Linked DNA regions of Mus musculus: all the other regions are linked to region 3. The links are chromatin contacts, called in public promoter capture Hi-C maps. All regions are on one chromosome and are shown on one strand. Each heading gives the region's core, a stretch centred on a gene start, on an enhancer-like site or on the middle of the called end of the contact. The rest is flanking DNA. Distances are from core to core; before and after follow the strand shown. Region 1 holds the start of Eif2s3x (eukaryotic translation initiation factor 2, subunit 3, structural gene X-linked). Region 2 holds the start of Zfx (zinc finger protein X-linked). Region 3 holds the start of Pdk3 (pyruvate dehydrogenase kinase, isoenzyme 3). Region 4 holds the start of Klhl15 (kelch-like 15).

What was found. Promoter capture Hi-C pulls out the DNA fragments that hold promoters and counts their contacts. Capture Hi-C pulls out chosen DNA fragments and counts their contacts.
Region 1: a promoter capture Hi-C map of pre-B cells shows a contact between it and region 3, with 2.9 times the contacts expected there. The contact joins the promoter of Eif2s3x here to the promoter of Pdk3 in region 3. A contact is called at or near these places in 1 of 39 promoter capture datasets (pre-B cells) and 1 of 484 Hi-C or Micro-C datasets (liver).
Region 2: a contact with region 3 is called in a promoter capture Hi-C map of adipose tissue. The contact joins the promoter of Zfx here to the promoter of Pdk3 in region 3. A contact is called at or near these places in 2 of 39 promoter capture datasets (the C10 cell line and pre-B cells), 3 of 484 Hi-C or Micro-C datasets (CD4 T cells and embryonic stem cells), 1 of 115 datasets of contacts at active chromatin or transcription factors (microglia) and 1 of 9 other capture datasets (adipose tissue).
Region 4: a promoter capture Hi-C map of neutrophils shows a contact between it and region 3, with 4 times the contacts expected there. The contact joins the promoter of Klhl15 here to the promoter of Pdk3 in region 3. A contact is called at or near these places in 2 of 39 promoter capture datasets (neutrophils and pre-B cells) and 1 of 484 Hi-C or Micro-C datasets (embryonic stem cells).

Annotation. Positions count from the first base shown.
Region 1 is chrX:94,210,963-94,214,265 of GRCm38.p6, forward strand. It overlaps Eif2s3x (eukaryotic translation initiation factor 2, subunit 3, structural gene X-linked), which reads right to left and starts at 1,689. Exons shown (of 12, transcript NM_012010.3): 1 at 1,603-1,689; 2 at 757-820. The coding sequence starts at 1,671.
Region 2 is chrX:94,122,126-94,125,253 of GRCm38.p6, forward strand. It overlaps Zfx (zinc finger protein X-linked), which reads right to left and starts at 1,282. Exons shown (of 9, transcript NM_001044386.1): 1 at 943-1,282. Gm46691 (a long non-coding RNA gene) reads right to left here. Exons shown (of 2, transcript XR_001782847.1): 2 at 3,124-3,128.
Region 3 is chrX:93,830,183-93,833,529 of GRCm38.p6, forward strand. It overlaps Pdk3 (pyruvate dehydrogenase kinase, isoenzyme 3), which reads right to left and starts at 1,968. Exons shown (of 12, transcript NM_145630.3): 1 at 1,665-1,968. The coding sequence starts at 1,770.
Region 4 is chrX:94,233,256-94,236,608 of GRCm38.p6, forward strand. It overlaps Klhl15 (kelch-like 15), which reads left to right and starts at 1,675. Exons shown (of 3, transcript NM_001039061.1): 1 at 1,675-2,165.

The DNA.
Region 1 (3,303 bases), core at 439-2,938, 380 kb after region 3:
AAACAAAAATTAAATATGTTTAAATGTTCACTTGAAATGTTGTTATCCTGACTGAAAAATTATTCATTTACATACTCTTCTACTAGTTCAAAACAACAACAAAACCCCTAAAATCACCCCCGAAACAAAACAAAAACACCAAAGATGTCAAGCACACAGCCATCATACTGTCATATTAGACAAACTCTGATACAACACACTCATAACCCTTGTATTCAGAAGTCTGAGGAGAAGGATTGCCTTGACTTAAAAGTCAGCCCAGACTTCATAGTGAATGCCAAGCTAGGCAGTCTCCCTAGAATAGCTAGCCGGAACACATAGCAAGCCTGTCTCACTTCCTCCCCAAATCCAACATCAAAAACCCAACCATACCCTATTCATACTCAAGCAATACCAATTCATACCTCAACAGTTCTAGGCGCCAATTAAGGGGGAGGAAAGAAGTGGACTTAATTATAGCTTATATATCAAATAAAACTGCCATAAACTATCCCGTATGGCAGCAAAGTGCATTTGTACCTCATAATTCACTACTCTATGATTACATACTACCTTGGACTATGAAACTTTTCTTTCATACATATCTCAAAAAAAAAAAAGTAGCAATATTTTGTTAGTAAGGGTACCACAGCATTCTTTTGACACACTGACCTACTCAGGACAATTTCCAAATAAATGTCCACATTACTCAATGAATTACATAAAAGAAAGGGTTAAAATTACTTGTAAGTCAAGTAAGTCTTCAAGCTATCTTACCAATATTAATTGTAGCTTGTCTGCTGATAACTTCATGTGAAAGTGGTGTCAACTTGGTAACATCCTGAAAAGAAATATATTGTAAAATATAATCAATACAAACCACAAGTTTTCCCTTGACTTTATATTCCTCGGGTACAACTGTATGCTCCGTATGAACAGCTCTCTTCTCCTGCTAAAGCCCCCCCCCCCCCCCCCCCCCCCGCCGGCAACATGCTGTTAAGACTGGGAAGACTATAATGACTATAGTGTCATTGTCACACTAAGACAAGTCCACTCACTAAGAGAGGTCTGGCGATGAAAGGCCACCAAATACTGGAGTCATAACAAGTCCTCAAATGTCTAACACAGTGAACAGTATAGTCCAATTTCCAATCCTTTACAGACTTAAACCTTAACAACTTTTTAACAGTCTCGTTAGTCTCATACTGGCCTCCAACCAGATATAGAGCCAAAAATGTCCTTTATCTTCTAATCTTCCTATTTTCATCTCCTAAGTGCTAGGATTACAGGCGTGCGCCTCTCCGGATGGAACTCAGGGCTGCGTGGATGCTAAGCATACACTCTACGCTATATTAATCATCTCCATTCTGTTTATTAACAAAGCTTAACTCCAGGAATTCCAAGTCTCACAATCGTTCCCCAGTTTGGGGACTAGACAAGGTACTGGCGGTAGAGCTGGCACGCACGCCTTGGACGCTAAGGCTTTAGCTGGCCCAGCTCTAGGATGGCTCCTTCAGCCCACGCTCCAGCCACCCAGGAACCACCTCATCTCCAGGCCCTCCGATGCTCCATTCCCACCCCCCAAGATCACTGGGCTGCTCCCGCCGCAAAGCCAGGGCCTACCAATGTGGCGAGATCCTGTCGGGAAAGATGGGGCTGACCGAGAGTCACTCCACCCTCACCCCCAGCCATCTTGCTCGGAGAGAAAAGGAAAATGCTCGGCAGCCGCCTGACATACCGTAGGCCCCTTGGGCGGAGCGAAGGGGAAGCGGCGGGAAGGCGGACTGCGGCATAGACCTGATGAAAATGATGGCGAATGCAGCACTGACCTGACTGCTCGGACTTCTCTCTGTTTGAATTTGCGCAGGAACGCCGGGCGACCTGACTCGAAAACAGGATACAAAGTTTCAGAACGTATCCGTCTCGGTCCTGTTGGATTTCTGTGCAGGCAAGACTCAGGGCAGCCCCAGGAAAGGCCCCTCGAGGGGAAGGTTATCGATGTGACACTGCGCAGCTCAGAACGGAGAAATCATTTCCGTTTCCTTTTGGAGGCGGGGGCTGGGAGCTGGCCGAAAAGACTTGCCGGCGTCTTTACATTTGGGTGTAAATCAGAAATGTCTCTTTTGTTTGATTCCATTGATTTATTTGTTTTCCCCATTTCTATAATCTACTAAAGCGATAGAGCTATATCAGCTCGGCGTTCTCTTCCGCCTTGCCGGAGCTCTGGACCGCACCGCGTGCTAGGCTGGCCACGCTCGACCGGAGCGGTCCCCAGCGAGCTCGCACAGAGCGCCCTCGCGCGGAGATCTGGGGAAGGGTTCGAGGATGAGATGATGGAGGAAGAGTCCAGTCCTCTCCGACCTCGCCCCCGCCCCTCACCTCCCCTACCCCTTGATCGCTAGAGAAATTTCTAAGGCCAGTGAGATGGTGTATGGTGACATTAGTCTGTATCCGCGTGAATGTAGCCTGGAAGCCGGGTGTCCACAGACTTTTTTTTTTCTGAAGCTGAATCTTGGAAACCCTCCATTAGACATCTTATTTTTCCTCTTGTGTTAAAAATAAGTGATGTTTAATGTGAGTGCTGGCTCCTACGTAATCTCCGCACTCAAGAGGCAGAAACACGAACTGGCTAACCTGGGCTGTGTATAAGGACGCTGTCTTAAAATTAAGGCTAAGGACATAGTTCTTAAGTAGTGGCAGGGTGCTGGAGAGATGGCTCAGAGGCTAAGAGCACTGACTGACTGCCTTTCCAGAGGTCCTGAGTTCAATTCCCAGCAACCACATGGTGACTCACAACCATCTGTAATGAGATAGAGTGCCCTCTTCTGGTGTGTCTGAAGACGGTGACAGCATATTCACATACATATGATAAATAATCTTAAAAAAAATAATGGTAGAAACCAAAATGCTAAAATGTAGTGTATTCTAATCTAGTAAAGGTATTTTATTTGACTTTACCTTTTTTTTTTTTTTTTTTTTTTTTTTTGGTTTTTCGAGACAGGGTTTCTCTGTATAGCCCTGGCTGTCCTGGAACTCACTCTGTAGACCAGGCTGGCCTCGAACTCAGAAATCCACCTGCCTCTGCCTCCCAAGTGCTGGGACTAAAGGCGTGCGCCACCACGCCTGGCTTTAACTTTACCTTTTGTTGTTTGAGACAGGGTCTCACTATACAGGACTTGTCTCTCAAGTGCTGGGGTTAAAGGTGTGAGCCACCATAGCTTCCCTCTTTAACCTTATACCTTTACCTTTTGATTTTATCTTATATTCAGTTTTTTTCATTTTACATTCTAAATAGCTATAGCAGTCAATTAAGGTATTTTTTCA
Region 2 (3,128 bases), core at 32-2,531, 290 kb after region 3:
GTCACCCTAACGGCCACGTCTATCTACCTCTGAGAAAATAAAGTCCTAAGAAAATGTCTCCGGCTCCACTACTGCCACCGCGGCAGATCACCCTGAAGCGGCAGCAAAGCGCCGGGAAAAGGCTCGGAGCCCCGGGGCCATACAGATGAGGTGGCTCCAGCGCCAAGACGGCCGCGATGGCCGCCTGCGGCAGCTCAACTGAAACACAGCGGAAACAGCAGCCAGTCACGGGGCTGTGGGAGGCTGGGCAGGAAGGTGGCGCTGCCGCCAAGCGCCTGGGATCCAAGTGCTCATCATGGCGACGAGGGCAATGGCCGCCATGGGGAGCGAACACGCCCCTGCGCGCACACTCGACGCCGCGCCCGGGCTCCGGTCCCCGTAGCTAGCGCCGCCGCGGCCCGCTCTCACACCCCCCCTCACGGGCTGTAGCGGAATTTTCTCCTCAGACGCCGCCTTCAAAATGGCGGCTCCCCCTCCCGGCAACCCCCTCCGTCGTAGCCTGCAGCAGGCGCCGGCCGGCCGCCATCTTGTCCCCCGTCCCTCTTCCCCCCCCCCTCGCCGATATTTACATAGCGAAAATCGGCCGGGCCGGCCTGCGGCCTTCACCTCATGCCTGCAGCCTTAGCCTCCTCGCCAGGCCTCGCCCCCGCACGGTGCCCCGGGTCGGCCACGTCGCCCACCCGGGACCCCTCAGCCGCCTCCCCAACCGCCGGGCGGCACTGCCCCGGTCCCCGCCCGTTTCCAGAACGCGCCTCGACCGCCGTTCTGAGCGCCCGGGCGCCACCCCGGGCCTAACTGCGGCCTCCTCGGGGCCTGCTCGGCGTCGCGCGCCACGCCGCCCGGCCTAGCGCGGGAGGGCGCCTTGCGGGCCGCCGAGCAGGCCGAGAGCAGGCCGCCGCGCGCGCACCAGGCCCTACGGCCGCAGTGGCGCCCCGGACTCACCGGACGGTCGTGCGGCGGTCGGCGACGGTGGCGGGTGCTGCAGGCCGGCCTTTCTCTGGAGCACTGGGCCGGGCTCCGGCTGGTGGGGCGGGCGGAGGGAGGGAGGAGGGGCCGAGCTCGGAGCTGACAAAAAGCGGCCCAGCTCCCCGGCACGGGCCCGCCGTCAGCACGTCACGTCACCGCCGGGGAGAGAGACCCAGGAAAATGCGGAAGGGTAGCTGGGCCCCCTCCTCCGCCCGGTGGGTCCCGCTGACGCCCCGGGTTGGCGCCCTTCACGCCCCGCAACCGGGGAGCCCAGTGGCCTCGCTGCGGCGGGGTCTCCGGCGGCCCGAGTTTCCGTGACAGCGCCCCCCTTCTTTCCACCTCCGCGCTCCCGCCCGCCACCGCCGCCACACACGCGCCGCCGCCGCCGCCTCGGCTGTAAAATCCGCACGAGGCCGTGGCCCACCGACACCGTCGAGAGGCGGGAGGCCCGGGCCACCCCCCACCATGTTTGTGGGCCGCGGCCACCCCCCGGGGGCCTTCGGGGACACCTACCGCCTCTCCGCGAGGGTCCCGGCCTGAGGCGGTGGCTCGAGTTGTTTGCAGGCCCGCAGACCCCCCTCCCGCCGTAAATGTGTGTGTGTGCGGTGTGTGTGTGTTTTCATCCCCGGTGCCTGGGGATGAAGATAAATTTAGCAACCCTCGCCGTCCCCTGCCTTCCCTTTAAAAAAAAAAAAAAAAAAAAAAACAACTTTGAAACAAAATGAAAATGGCCTTGCCAATTTGAATGGTGCAGGCAGAGTGTTGGGGGGGTACCTAGAATAACAACCAAACCCGGTAATTTTTTTTTTAATAAATAAGCTTTCTGTCGGGAAGCCAAATTGGTCTCTTTTTATGGGGGGGGGGGTTAGGTACATTTTGAAGCCTTTAGCACACTGCAGAGAATAGAGATTTTTAGTGCTATAGAAACTACACGTGTGTTACACTGGAAGTCTATGGATCATAACTTTTATGTATGTAATAATGCTATAACACTCTACAATTATCGAGATTTTTTTAAATAAAATTCTTAAGTCTCTTAAACTTTAAGAAGATAAAGAAGTGAAAGTATCTGATTCAACAAAATATTTATAAACTTAAAAATAGGAGTTTTGTGTTTTTCTCAATCCAGATCACTATGTGGCATTTTTTTTTTGCCAGACAGGGTTTCTCTGAGTAGTCCTAGCTGTCCTGAAACTTAACTTTGTAGACAAGGCTGAACTCAAGAGATCTACCCGCCTCTGCCTCCCAAGCGCTAAGATTAAAGGCATGGGCCACTACCACCGAAAAACATTAAACTATATAGTTTGTACATTACTGTAGACTCTAACATGATAGAACTTTTTGTGGTGTACTGGGGGACATAAGACAGTGGATATTTCGGGATATAGCCAATTTCTTGCCTCGGCCTCCCAAGTGCTGGGATCACAGACGTGTGCTCAGACACCCAGCTTGACATATTGGTAGACAGTGTTGATAGCTGTTTTCCCATAGTTAAGACATCTTTAAAGAACAAAAAGGATAAAGCAAATTGCAAACTGGGGTGAGGTGTCTTTAAACATATTCTAAGAATGTAAATTGTTTCATCAGCTTACAATCATAAAATTGTTTTTAAAAGGGAGACAGGCATGATAACTCAAACCTGTAATGTCCACAATCCAAAAAGGATTTTGGCAAGTTTCAGGCCAGACTGTGGTATATTCAGTGAGATTCTGTCACACACACACACACACCTAAGGGCCTCTACTTAATGTGAGCGCGCGTGCGTGTGTGGTGTGGTGTGGTGTGTATGTGTGTGTGTGTGCTCTCTTAGGTAGAACCTATACTAAGAACAGAAATTAGCATGGACAATGGGAGAAGATGGCATAAATCTGTAAAGTGTTCCTTCATTTTCCGCTCAGATCTACTAGAAATCTAGTAGATCTAGCTAGTAATCAGTCATTTTCTTATGGGGTTTTAGCTTCCTGCCATCAAAAAAAAAAAGTCGCTGGGCAATGGTGGCGCATGCCTTTAATCCCAGCACTTGGGAGGCAGAGGCAGGTCGATTTCTGAGTTTGAGACCAGCCTGGTCTACAAAGGGAGTTCCAGGACAGCCAGGGCTACACAGAGAAACCCTGGCTGGAAAAACAAACAAACAAACAAACAAATGTCTTTCAAATATAAAT
Region 3 (3,347 bases), core at 718-3,217:
CTTTAAAAGAGTAAACATTTGTTTCTAGATACTCACCACATAAGATTACCCACCATAACAATATCCTTACAGCAGTTTCCCTATTCAAATAACATCCTTGCCTATAAACATGGGAGATACTGCCATAGAAATAAAGTAACTGAAATTTCAGGTTTACTATTCAAACTTTCACAAACTTTGCAGGTGGGAGTGAGCCATTTCGTTTGTTCTTTCAATTAAGAGTGAATCTGTCTGTTTACCCTAACAAAAGGTTCCTGTGTTCACAATCATCTCTAACCCTAAGTTAGGAAAACATGCCTATTGATAGCAATAGCAACGTTTTCATTCTAAGCTGTGAAGTCAGGACCTGTCTCATCTCTGGGACCCACATGCCAGGAGGAGAGAACCAACTCCCCCAAGTTCCCCTCTGATCCTACAGATACACCATGATACGTGTGGCCACACAAACAAGTTCGTGCATAGATAAAATGTTTAAGAATAAATACATAAATTCTACACATAGCCAGAGGGAGTAGAGTCCAACTACTGAAAAGCTTTTGAAAATGAAACTTAAGATGCAAAGGCCAACTTCACCCTCACCTTAGATTTTCATCATCTATCTTTGGTAACTTAGCTTCTAAAACTTAATTTGGCATCAGCTTCAACCTCTAACCTGTACCTCTTTCCATCCCCTGTGTTGCTCCCCCAAATATAGACAACACCATATTTTGCATATCTGGTCCTCCCAGAAGGTTGTACCTATTTTGCATTTTTATATCCAACTGATACCATCCCATGACATTTAAATCATATGAATTCAACAGATCTAGGCTTTGAGAGCCTAAGTCATCTTGAGTTTCCTTGGGGGGATGCTGAGTTCCATATTTGTTTTATTTCAGGTGTTTCATAACCGCATTCGGCCTGCTGGAGTTAGAATGACATTCTCTGGGGGAAACATAATTGATCAGTTCATGGAAGGTGGCAGAACCTATTCCCATCTAAGTAGGCCTCAGACTTTATTGGGGGTCCTCTCCATTCCCATCCCAATCCATGTAAAATGAAGTACTAGCCCAGCTGCCAAAAGGGTGTAAGGAAAGGTGCTCACACTTAGGCTGGAGTTGTCCTAGAACCCCTGCTTTGTAGCCAGGAGCCCACAGGTCAGCTCTTACCCAAGACTCTGACTGCTTTGAAGTCAGAATCATAATGATGGCGTTCAGGTCCTGCCACTCAAGGCTACCCAACACCTTTCAGCAGAAAATTTTGAACAAAACGCCACTACGTGATTTACTCAACCTCAAGGTGTTTCTAAACACATCTTACACAACCATTAAAAACGCCTAAAAATAAAAACGTTTACGAGTTCTCTTTCTGAAGTTTTCAGGAGAGTGCGGTTTGAGTCAAGTAGATTTGAAGCTCGTAATGAATAGCTGGAGAGTTCTGAGTGGAATGAGGGTCCTTGGACGAAGCTGGGCGTGAGGGTGTCAGGCCCTGCCCCTCCACTTCCCGAAACCCGAAACCTATGCCCCAGGAGGGCCCTCAGGCATGCATCCCCATCACCCCTCCCGGAGCTTCTCACGGAATTTGCCCAGAAGCTTAAGTAAGAGCCCCAACTACGGGCAGGACAAGGATGGCGTCTCCCTCACTCCCGTGGGGCCTTGGAGGTGGCTCCAAGGAGTCAGACTTACCGAAGTCCAGGAACTGTTTGATAGACAGTGGCGACGGGGAGAAGCGGGAGTAGCGCTCGATCTGCTTGGGGACCGGCTGCTTGAGCAGCCGGTAGAAGAGCCGCATCCTCACTAGAGCAGTGTGCAGATCCGCCGAGCCGTCCGGGACCGGAGCCGAGGCGGTCACCGCCGCCTAGCCGCGAGGAGGAGGCGGCGCCGGCGGGGCTTTACCTCTACCTGGGGCTCGGCCTTGGCGCCAGCAGCTGCTCGCCTGCCGCGACACCTACACAAGTACCGGGCAGCAGTTGGGCGGCCGTGGCCGGCTGCCCGCGGCTTCCCAAGCCCCGCCTGAAAAAGGCGGGATCTGCCGCCGCACGTACGCGGCGCGCGTGGGATGTGAGGGGCGCTAAGGGGTACGCGGCTGCACGCGCGCGCTGCTGATTGGCTGCCGCCGCCGCCTAAGCTTCCTTAAAGCCCCGGTAACACGCACACAAACCTCCTGGGTCTCGGGCTGGTACCAGCCAGCTCCGTTCCTGCAGGTCCCGCCCCGGATCAAGTCTTGAGAAGTGCTCCGAGACTTGAAGGCCATTGGGAGCCCACGCCTGAGCTATTTTTAGGGGCTCTAGACCTCCCCAACCCGAGGCCCCTCTTCCGGAAGGCCCTCCTCAGATCTGCTGACTCCTCAGCTTTAAGTTGTTCCATGTGGTCCTACGCTTCCAACAATTAATTACAGAATTAAGTGGAAGCTACTGGTCCCACCCCCACCTCCCCCTACACACACAAACATTACACGCGACAGGATTCAGTATATTAGCAATTAACCTGTCCTCGGAAGCTCTACTCACTGACTGCCCACCTTCACTCCGGGTGAATACCTTTGGACAGGATTGTTACAAAACAGTATTGTTACGTCACTGGCTGTGGTTCCTGGTCCTAGACCCCTCTTTACCAACTGGGCCAATAACAGCATCCTTAGATCACTGTTTCATGCCTCTCTCACCACTAAGACCTTTGAAGGAATCCATTACAAACGAAGGTCATTAACACTTGGTTTCCATGAACCTAGATCCACTTGCCCCGAGACAGTTGTCGGGATTAGTAACAAATATTTAATTGCCCAAACATACACATCCATTGGAAAGGCTCAAATTAGAGCCACTGAGCCGGACGTGGTGGCACACACCTTTAATCCCAGCACTCACGAGGCAGAGGCAGGCAGATTTCTGAGTTCGAGGCCAGCCTGGTCTACAAAGTGAGTTCCAGGACAGCCAGGGCTACACAGAGAAACCCTGTCTCAAAAAAAAAAAAAAAAAAAAAACAAAAAAAAAACAACAACAAAAAAACCAAAAAACAAACAAACAAAAAAAAACAACGAAGGGAAAAAAATTAGAGCCACTGACCAGTGTCTTTCACAACCCCTCCCCATCACAAAACCCTGACTCAGTTTCACCACTACTACCACTTTGGTGCAGGAATCTATATATTACATTGTGCTAGATTGTCTTTCTATGACAGTGAGCTTAAATTCATGGCTCAGTATATGAAATCAGTATTTCCTAATGTGGATATAGGAACTACTGCTTGCTTTTAACTGTTACCACAAAACATTAATTTTTGTTAATGTGTAAAGCTCAACTAGAAAAAAAAAAGGTAAAAGTTCTTCTTGGTCTGATTATTAGTGGAAAGTTTCATGCCTTCATTTGG
Region 4 (3,353 bases), core at 425-2,924, 400 kb after region 3:
CTTGTGAGTGAAGAGAGTTCTCTCTTCCACTCTGTGGATCCTGAGGCTAGAACTCTTGTGGCAAGCACCCTTACCTGCTGAGCCAGCTCACCCACCCAACCAGCTAGGATTTAAAAATAACCAACACAAATAAAGGCATTAAAGGGGCTACTGGAAAAAACAGAATAGGTGAGACAAGTTTTGAACTTTCAGTGTTTAAGTCAGAAAAGAGATTATTTCCTATTTTCAAAATAATAATTATTTTTACAATGAAGTAGTGTACTTCAGCAAAACAGTACACGATGTGCTACTTTGGCCTCTTGGGAAATGTGGCATGTTAATCAAGTTTGTTAGAAAGAGATACTGATCACTTTTAGTCACAGTCTCTTGAAAAGTTCATCAGGATATTCATTTAGAGAGAAGTGGCGATGTGGGGGTGGGGGATGGGCTTCGGTGGTGGAGCTAGAGACAGGGGAAGCAAAGAGATCTGTTAAGATCAGAAATGGTTAACGGTTGTCTTAATTTTTAACTGGTCGTAGAACCAGTGGCTTCAACTGTGTATTTGTCATCTACAGCTCTCTTACAGAGATATATAATAAATTTACAAAAGTCTTACAGTGTATTTCCATTTTCTTAAATCAAGTAAGGGTAGTATTTAAAAGCCATGACCTAGAATTCTAGAGCAGATTTGTAAAACAAACAGACCCCTCCTCAAGGAACAACTGAAATTGGTGCCTTCTGTATATTCCTTCTTGCCTATTTTGATGCAAAACAAACCCGCTTTTTTAGCTCGTACTTTTCTACCTTTGGTGAAGATAATGCCATTTTCGATGACTCTTTCCATCTCTGGGAAATTTGCATGTGAAACATGTAATTTGCATGCGATAAGCTAAGTGGAACCGTGACGCAATGATTCATTGCAAATTGCCTTATAAAAAATGATTGCCATTTGGCGTCCACCTAGTCACTTTTATAACAGGTACCATTGGCAAAACTCCCCTCATCCGACGGTGTGCAAGATGCAAAAATGGAATTTTCCAGGTTTCCTAGCCCTCAACTTGCGCACTGTGTGTTCGCTGCAGCGCCACGGGGCCCACCTCCGGGCCAGGCGGAGTGACCCTGCTGCAGGGGTGGAAGTGCACGGCCGAGTCTCTCCAGCCTCGACGGCAGGGCTCTGAGGGTCAACCTCAGCGGATCCCTCCTGCAGAGCCCCTCTACCTCCTTTCTCTCTGGCCCCGGCCCCGCCGCGTCACCCCCCAACCCCACTACAGTAGCAGGCCCGCCTCTGGGGCAAGGCGCGCAGCTGGCGTGGGACAACCCTCCCTCTACCCGGTTCCCACACCGGCTCCCGTTCCGTGGCGCCGGAAGTGACGCGCCTGGGCTGAAAGATGGCGGCATTGGCGTTCAACCAGGGGGAAGGTAAACACCCGCCAGGCGGCGCGCCGGCCCCCACGGGGCGCCTTCAGGGGCTAAGGGGGCCTCCCAGGCCTGCTCCCTAACCCACGGCTTCCAGTCCCCGCCCTCTCTCGGGGACAGGCTCGGCTCTGCGTCCTCGAGACCCTGGCCCGGGCCCCTAGCCCGTGGGCCCCGCCCCCCTGGGCGGGCCCCGGGCGGCTCCCTCGGCCCGCAGGGGGCGCGAGGCCCGGAGCGGCCCCTGGCTCGTGGCCCTCTCACGCCCCGCCCCTTTCCCGCCCCTTTCCCGCTTTCCTCCACCCCCGGCGTGGGTGATCCCGAGGCTCCGCGCGCTTTGGGGGCAGAAACCCGGAGACGCCGTCGTGTATGTGGTTCCCGCTGGCGTTTCTGTTGCCCTCGGCCCCCTCAGCTGTCCCCCAGTTGGTGGTCCTGAGTCGCCTCTCCAGCCGAGCCCCGTGCAGTGCCGCGACATCCCCCGGTATTGGCGAGGCTGGGCCCCGGCCCCGACGCCGCGCGCGTCACGCCTAGCCCAACTGTTTGGACTCGCCACTCAACCGCTGTCTTCTTTCCCAGGACTGTTTCTCGGGGGGCCTCGGGCTTGCGAGCTCGCCCGGCGCCGGAGCGCTCCGGCCCGGCCAGGGAGCGGCCCCTTGTAGAGGTTCGAGGAGCTATCGCGGTCCATCCCGGCGCCCGACCCTCCCACCGTTCGGCCACTGGCCCACTTCTTCCTGATGCAGACTGCCGTCCACTAGAGGCTGGACAGGACCCCCGAGGTGCGTAGCCGCCCCTGGCCGCCGGCCTGCGGAGCCCAGGCTTTGCTCGCGGCCCCGAGGAAGGCACGGGTTCCGTGGCCCTCACCGCACTGGCCGCACTCAAACATTTTGTAGATGCTGGGAGCTAATTTGTCTTTTGAGTTTACTTAAATTGTTTGAAATGTAAATTTTTTTCTGGTGGGAGGGGGGAGAGAGAGAGAGAGAGAGAGAGAGAGAGAGAGAGAGAGGAGAAAAAAAGGAAGAAGCATAATTCAGCCATTTTTTGCAGCATAGAGCTGCAGGTACCATGATTATTTCCCCCTTAACCGGTTCCTTCCCTTTAAAAATCCTGTTTGTGCCTTAAATAGAACTATGCGAAATGTGCGGCATAATGCGTGCGGCATAATCAGAATGTCTGGGTCCGACTGGGCGACTGAGAAAATCTCGCACTGAGGAGATCTCGGACGGAGCCTCAGTTTCTTATCTATGCGGTGTAGTCGATAATAGCCACATCAGAGAGGTAGTGAGGACTATATGAGGTCATATATGTGAAAATAATCTATAGCTGTATAGTGGTGTAGGAAAATGTAAGGTCATTTTCTTTAGGTAACCTTTGCTTGAGTGGTTAATGTGGCTAACTGTTGCTGCCTCTTCATTTCTATATTATAAGTAAATAAGGACTAGCAGAACAGCGCAGTGATGGATAGCTGTTTAATAGTCAGTGTTCGTTGGCCTTCCCTCTACAAAATGCCAACTGCTTATTTAAATAACGGTATCCTTTAATTCAAATTTAATGTTACTGTAGGGCTTTTCATCTTTCTAGGCCTCTCAGCCCCCTTTCTTATTCAGAATATTTAACACCTTATATTTATTTAGTCTTTTTTATTTTTAAGAGGTTCACTTCCTTTGTCAATCTGATTTACTGTTGTCATTTTAAAAGCGTGTGTGTTTTTTAATTTCAGTGTTTGCTTTTCGTATCTACAGAACAGGATGACTGAATACTTCTAATCATTTGAAAATGGTTTTTCAAGAGCTTACACATGCATCCATGTTTCTCTAATGCTCAGTAGATCCAGCAATGTACAGGGAATTTCAACTTGTTAGCACTTCATGCAATATTTGAGGAATTCAGTTCTTGTTTTTAATCACAGCACTTAGTAGGTGCTTTGAGTCCCATTTCATCAGTGGTAAAGGATGTTAATACTCTTT